2 separate regions of the Triticum aestivum genome follow, and region 2 is linked to region 1. A link is a contact called in public Hi-C data. All regions are on one chromosome and are shown on one strand. Each heading gives the region's core, a stretch centred on a gene start, on an enhancer-like site or on the middle of the called end of the contact. The rest is flanking DNA. Distances are from core to core; before and after follow the strand shown. Region 1 holds the start of LOC123110571 (serine/threonine-protein kinase SAPK9). Region 2 has its middle 41 kb from the start of LOC123115761.

Evidence for each region. A called contact is a pair of places that touch in the nucleus more often than the background predicts.
Region 2: a contact with region 1 is called in a Hi-C map of leaf, with 3 times the contacts expected there. The contact joins the enhancer-like site here to the promoter of LOC123110571 in region 1. A contact is called at or near these places in 3 of 5 Hi-C or Micro-C datasets (all in leaf).

The regions. Positions count from the first base shown.
Region 1 is chr5B:91,881,703-91,885,472 of IWGSC CS RefSeq v2.1, reverse strand. It overlaps LOC123110571 (serine/threonine-protein kinase SAPK9), which reads right to left and starts at 1,609. Exons shown (of 9, transcript XM_044531125.1): 1 at 1,269-1,609; 2 at 1,071-1,145; 3 at 864-965; 4 at 703-756; 5 at 510-602; 6 at 273-365; 7 at 1-47. The coding sequence starts at 1,448. It overlaps LOC123110570 (probable methionine--tRNA ligase), which reads right to left. Exons shown (of 18, transcript XM_044531124.1): 18 at 3,402-3,770. The coding sequence ends at 3,551.
Region 2 is chr5B:92,320,450-92,323,934 of IWGSC CS RefSeq v2.1, reverse strand. No RefSeq gene overlaps it. Among protein-coding and RNA genes, the nearest start is that of LOC123115761, 41 kb to the left of the region's middle. Within about 2 kb of position 1,939, at least 2 of the 8 cell types and tissues checked have an H3K27ac peak or open chromatin away from gene starts, as enhancers often do. A contact at or near this core is called in leaf, where this site is marked.

The DNA.
Region 1 (3,770 bases), core at 360-2,859:
ACCAACATCACGTAAAGGGTTACCCCACATGACCACACATCGGCAATCTCCATTCAGAGACAAATTATTAGTGCTTTAGCAAAAAACATGAAAGTACTTTAAATGGTTGTTCCTCAAGACCATGCACCACCCATGCCCACGAAAGGTGGATGGAAGATTCATAAAGCAAGTAAAGTTTTCATGGCCGGGCAAAGTTATTCAAATTAGGCAGCAGATGGGGCAGAGTATGTATCAGACGGTTTAAACTTGAAAGCGCCAAGGTGGATGCACACCTTGCCATCATATTCTTTCTTGAGCAGAACTTCAGGGGCAATATATGCCGGAGTTCCAACAGTTGACTTTGGTTGAGAGTGAAGAACCGATGACTGTAAAACAAAAATAACAGCACTGCAAATCAATTAAAAATCTGGTAACCGACACACCTTCTGTTTGTCACATAAGTTTCTGGTGTAAGATGGTTCACATAAGCAAGCACTCAGGCGCTCCACCAGATTAATAGCCTAGAATACCTTCGAATAATCAAAGTCGCATATCTTGAGGCGAGGAGTGGTGCTTCCATCCAGCAGAGTGTTCTCGAGCTTTAAGTCACGATGGCATACTTGCTTAACGAATAGAACAAATTCATGTTGTCAGTTGCATAGGAAAATACATGGAAAGGTAAAATCAAGTAGTAGCAGTATAATTTGGGGAGCAGATTGATACCATGGAGTGGCAGTAGCTGACTCCAGATATCAGCTGCTGGAAAAAGAACCGAGCCTGAAAAATGAACACACATACAAACTGAGTTAACCAAATTGTACAATCGTACAACTCTTGATAAGAAAAAAAGACTATATGGCAGAGCTATGAGTCAAGAGAGATACCTCGTCGACGCTGAATCGACCGGCGGTGCAGATGCGCTCGAAGAGCTCCCCGCCGGAGGCGTACTCCATGACGATGGCGAGATGCGTCGGCGTCAGAATAACCTGAAGACAGAGTTTGTTCATTGCATCATTCCACCACAGTCCACATAACCATCGAAGAATCGATACTGCAAGCGAAGGCGATTGTATCGCCGATCGTATACTCACCTCCTTGAAGCGGATGATGTTGGGGTGCCGCAGCGACCTGTGGTTGATGATCTCCCTCTGCACGTTCTCATCGATCTGCGCGCGCGCACGCACGCACGCATCAGACTTGTAAATATCAAAGGCCATGGCTCTGGTGCCAAGTGTGCGCGTGTGGGAAACCGGGAATAAATAATCGAAGTGTGGTGGCGCGGGTGGTACCTTCTCGCCGCGGTCGATGTACTTGACGGCGACGAGCTCGCCGGAGGCGCGGTTGCGCATGAGGCGGGCGACGCCGAAGTTGCCGGACCCGATGCTGCGGACCAGCTCGTACCGGTCGCCGTCGAGCATCGCCGGCACGTCACTCAGCGGCCCCATCGTCCCCGCCGGCCCCCTCTCCATCGTCCCCGCCGCCGACGACTCTACCGCCGATCAAGACAGGGAGATCCCCGCGCGCGCCCTCTCTCTCCTTATCTCGCTCGCTCGCTCGCTGTCGGACCTTTCTTCCTAACTCTGGCCGCGCGCTTTTCTTAATTCTTATTGCCGCCACTATCTACGAGTACAAGAAGAGAGGAGGATGACGTCATGGGGGCGTGCTTATCCTAGGCTCACCTTTTTTTTTGACATTCTATCCTAGGCTCACCTTTTTCTTCTTTGACATTCTATCCTAGGCTCACCTGACTAGCGGGCCCACCTATATCATTGAAGCGGTCCAGGAAATCCACTCGCGGCTTTGAATCGTCAAGGTAACTGGAGTGCGGGCCCGGATGCGGGTTGTCATGGTGGGGCACAAGCGTCGGTTTCACGTGTATGTAGCGTGTGGAGACGAAGATGGTGGGGAAAGGCGGGGAAATATCTCAAGAGCCGGGATCAAATTAGAGTGTTGCTACACACAGGACACCAATCACACGAGTTTGGGACGACAACCAGATCTGAGCCATCCATGCATAGAGTTAGGCCTCCTTTGGTTTGGAGGAATTTTGTAGGATTTTCATAAGATAGGATTTCTATAGGAAAAATTCCTTCAGAGCTCTTTGGTTTGTAGGAATGAAATCCTATTCCTATGGAGGAATTCTTCCTATCCTCCACATTTCATAGGAAAATAAACATTAGCCTAGACTCAATGGAAAAAATCCTATGGTGTGAATCAAAGGGCATCTCCTTTTCTATTCCTATGCATAGGATTTGAGATGCATGTCATCTCATTTCCTACGACTTTCCTATTCCTATGATTTTTCAATCCTATGAACCAAAGAAGGCCTTAAATTGGAGCGGACCACTTGATTGACGTGATGGGACCACTTGATTAGACGTCGTGCAGTGATCGGTCACTTGAGTATCGGGCACAGAGTAGTTTCGATCAAATTACGGGGTCTTTCTAGTTCATGACTAACTTCGCATAGTTAAGCTGAGGTAAATGTGGCTGCAATATAAAGTGTGGGTAATAAAATGACCATATGGCAAGATTTGATAAACAACTGAGTTTATAACATGTAGACAATGTAGCTAGAAAAAAGTGCAAACCACAAGTATGACAATGAATCAAACGATATGCCTAAGATATTATGACACGACTAAGCTTAGGCTGCAAACCAAACAGACTCACATAACCTTCATCTCACACATCACGATTCTCAGGTTTTCTCGGTATTGGGTGTGTTTTTTCGTCATAAATAAAAGGTGATTTGCTTTTTTTAGCAAAAGGGTTACCAGTGACTAAAAGTTCATTTATGCTATTATCAATGTAGGTAACTCCCACCAAAAAAATGTTGGTAATCATTTTGTTGAAACGACGTCCGTTGTTTTATTTTCAGTACTTTTAAAACAGGACGTGCATTTTGACAGGGACCATCTCCAGTGACATCCATTTCCTGGCATCGTACTTCCCTGTGTCTACTGCACCAGCGTAGAGTACCCTTTAGAAGAGAGACAGATGAAACCAATCATATAGTTTCCATATATATGGGGACTAATATGGTATAACCACACAGTATATGCGGTTGCCATGGAAAATGCAATAGAGCCAGACGGCTACTGCTCATCCAACCTGGCCTTCTAAGCAGCAAAGATAAAAGTTTTTTTTTAGCGAAAGCAAAGATAGATGCTAGCGCTAGACTTGTATTACCTCTGTACCAAAATATATGACCTTTTTTATGCTAAATTACCTAAAAAAACGGCTTATATTTTGATACAGAGGAAGTAGCACAAATGGCCTCCCAACAACTGGGGGGCTCTTTAAGTTCAGCTAGAAACGGTCCTATATAAAGATAGCTCCTGAGGGTGTGAGCCGAACATACACTAATTAAAAGAAAGAAAACTAAAAGGAAAAAGAGGAAAGAGAGACTGAGTCGAACATACCAAAAAAATGCATGCTTTCAATCACAATGGTGCAGAGCAGTACTCGAAAGACACATCAAAATTCCCCAAAATAGAGTAAATCAGCAATATTAACTTTCAATGGAATCAGACAACGACTCAGTCAGACTGCAAAATGGAACTGTGCCTTAGCGGATCTCCCCGTTCGCTATGGTCTTGACCTTGCATACCCCAGCCGAAGTTGTGAATGCAACATCTTTGTAGCACGCCACAAGCTCACTGTTGCTGTGCAGATCGGCGGATAACTTCTCCCAGGTTTTGCTTTTGGCGTTAAGAGAAGCCTCAGGCCCACCAGAGAACCCGGCAAAGGTCACCTTCTCCCCGACAGCAGCGGATTCTGGAGGCTCA
Region 2 (3,485 bases), core at 690-3,189, 440 kb before region 1:
GAAGCGCTTTATATTGCTAAAAATGCAATATCTAGCAGTCTATCGTTTAAACAATAGTGATAGTAGTGAAAAATAAGCTTTCTTCTATGAAAAGTGTAGAAATAGAACAAATATGGGAGACCCGTCCGCCTGCTTGTGTCGTTCGGCGAGAAACCAGGGGAGACCCATCCGCCTGCGTCCGTTGTGGTGAGGGTAGGCGGCGTCGCCGGCCGCCGTCGATGCCGAGCCTGATGAGTCCAGCTTGCGGCGCGGTGAAGAGAGGGGGTGGCGGCGTCGGGCAGAGAAAGGGAGAAGGGTGAGGAAACTGCTTTGCGTGCGTGCTCTCTCTGCTGTGACCTAATGCGATGCAAGGCCGACGGAATTGGGCTGGGCCTCAACGAGTCATCGAGCTGGACCGGGCGAAACTCGGCTCGGCTTGGTCGGGAGTCGGGCCTACTTTCCATAGCTCGGCTCGTTTAATTATCCTATCGGGCCGAGCTGTAATGGGCCGAGCTGGAGCGAGCTTCGAGCCGAGCCTAAAAGCTCGCTCGGACGTCTAGCCCTAGCCACCATTGGCGGCATATCCTATTTGGCGCTGCAGGCTCCCGTTAATGTGTATTTTGCAAACGGGCGCCTGCAGTGCCCCGCGCTCGGCCGACCCATATAGGAGTTTTTTCTTCTGTGTTTCTTCTGCGTTGTTAACACGCCAAAAAAGAGTACGCTCGCAGAGATTCGAACTAGCAACCTCCCTCTTTAATACATACTAGTGCAACCACCCCGCCAATCACTCCGATGCGGTTAACTCGAACATTTTCTTTCCCTTGTTCTTTCCGTTCCGTTTCTTCTTGTTTTTTTTCATTTTTTTTCGTTTTGCTTTTTGCTTTTTGTTTTCTATTTTTCTTCTTCCTGAGACAATAAATTATCTGGCACATACATGAACTTTTTCGTCAAATCAATGAACATATTTTGAAATTCAATGAACTTTTTTCAAATATGTGTAGTTTCTTAAATCCATTAACTTTTTTTTTTCATTTTTCTGATGAACTATTTTCAAATCAGTGAACTTTTTTTCAAATCCGCCGAACTTTTTTCAAAATCGATGAACTTTTTTTCAGATTCGATGAACTTTTTATAATTATGATGAACTTTTCTCAGATTCGATGAACTTTTACCAATTATGATGAACTTTTTTCATGTGTCATGGACTTTTTCTCGAATCCCGTGAACTATTTTCAAATCCGATGAATTTCTTTTTGAAATTTGTGAACTTTTTTAAAATCCGATGAGCTTTTTTTCAATAAAAAACTGAAAAAAGTTCATCGATTTGAAAAGAGTTCACGAATTTCAAAAACAGTGAACTTTTTTTCAAATTCAATGAACTTTTTTCAAAATCTATGAACATTTTTTGAAAATCGATGAACTTTTTTCAAAATAGATGAACTTTTTTCAAAATCAATGAACTTTTCCAAATTCAATGAACTTTTTCAAACTTGATGAACTATTTTGAAAATCGATGAACTTTTTTTAAATTCATGAACTTTTTTTAGTACCTGAACCTTTTCAAGTTGGTGAACTTTTTTTGCATGCTCATGAACTTCATCTATAATATGTGACATGTTTTCAAATAATTAGAAAATATAAATGATACAGTGTAATGTGCAAGAAATTTCGCGTCTGCGTTTTTATCATTTTAAAAACTTCGCGTTGTTATTATTCATAAGTAGTTGGCTGGTCCAGTGGTTGGCCTCTCGGTGTGAAAGCGCTAGGGCGCGGGATCGAATCCCAGTTGCGATGTCTCGGTGTGAAAGCGCTAGGGCGCGGGATCGAATCCCAGTTGCGATGTATTTTCTGTCCGTCTTTTTTCGCGTTGCACCTTGGGCGATCGTGGGCCGGCCCGTCCAGCGGCTGCTGCAGGCGCCAGTAATCTTAGGCGGCGCTGAAGGCGCGCAATAGGAGCTCCCACCATTGGCGGCCACCAACCTCGCAGCCCTCTCCTGCCGTTAAGTCCCCCTTTCCACACACACACCATTGTTGCATACAACTCCCGCCGTTGTCCATCTCCGCAGTCGTCCGACGCCTCCCTTTTAAAAAGCCCATCGTCTCCGCCTCCATAACTGCTGCGATGCCGTCTCACGACCACGAGGCTCGGTGCAGCAACTGGCCCTCGTGCAGCCTGTTCGTGGCGGACGTCGAGGGGTTGGTGCGGTTCGGCCTCATGGCGCTGCTAGACATTCGGTTGCCTAGGAGGCGTTTTGGTGACGCCGATCCCCAACATCGGCACGCCCGCCATGTGGGGAGCCATTGCCACGTTCCGAGCGCACATGTCGCGGACGTGAGGTTGTCGCAAGACTACACAACCAACGTCATGTACTTGCTGGGCATCCTCGCCGAGCAGTGGCGGGGCCTGCTCAGCCGGTATGACGGCGACGTCGTGCCGTTTTGCCACAACCGCGAACCGTGGCTTCTGTTCTGGCAGGGCGCAAAGTCGGGGACGTGCTTGCATGCGTAACAAGTTGTCCTACTTCCACATAATTTGAAAATTGATGTAATTTTTTCTCCAAACAGGTTCTTAAGCGATTTATATATGCATGAGTTTCGCAATAAAATTTGTTGTCTTCCAACAAAACAAAATGTCTCCCTGATTTATCCATACACCTAAATTTTCTAATGATTGACATTTAAAAGCCTATATAGGCCAAAACACTTTTTTGTAAATGAATTTGTGTCAACATTAATAGGCACCCTTCTTTTGGCCATAAAATCCACGCGCGCACACACACAATGAAAACTGGTAGTAGCAAAAAAAAGTGAGATGTCTGTCGGCGTTTTGGGAACCACGGTACCAGCCCTGTCTGCCTGCGGCCCGCAACGTGGCTTCATCGATGGCCTGGTATGGCCCAACTTCGACTACGACAAGACAAGCGACATCAAGACCTCCTGAGGGAGCGGCCTCACCAGGCTGCCTCCTGAACGGAGCGGATATTTCTATGCAAGACCCAGCCTCACGAGACTGAAATGACATCAGCTATGACGACCAAGGCCAGGTGCGCGCCAGCGGGCGCAATACATCAGGTTTCCTCTTTGGTGCAAAAGAGGCCAGTGCAGGTGTGGAGTCCCAAGGAATCAGCCAAAGGTTGCCATTTGCGAGCAACAAGACCAAGACCGTCAGAACGGCAGGATGGATGTCAAAGCCGAGCCCACCACGTCGTCATGCTCAGAGGCTTTGCAGGCGAAGACCACCTTTTGTCAGGATTAGATGTACTTCTTGTTCCCCTTCGAATTTGGCCTTTGTGGGACCCCTTCCCGCCTAAGTTTTGGAGGAAAAGGACCAAGGCCACTATAAATAGGGCCTAGACACCACTATAGAAAGGGAGATCGATCGATCAGCTCACCAGACGATCAGCTGGTAGAACCCCCAAGAGCTCATCGCAAGAACACGCCTCCTGAGGCTGTTCTTCCACCTGTACTAGTTCATCCTCAGCCCATTGCGAGGCCAATCCATCACA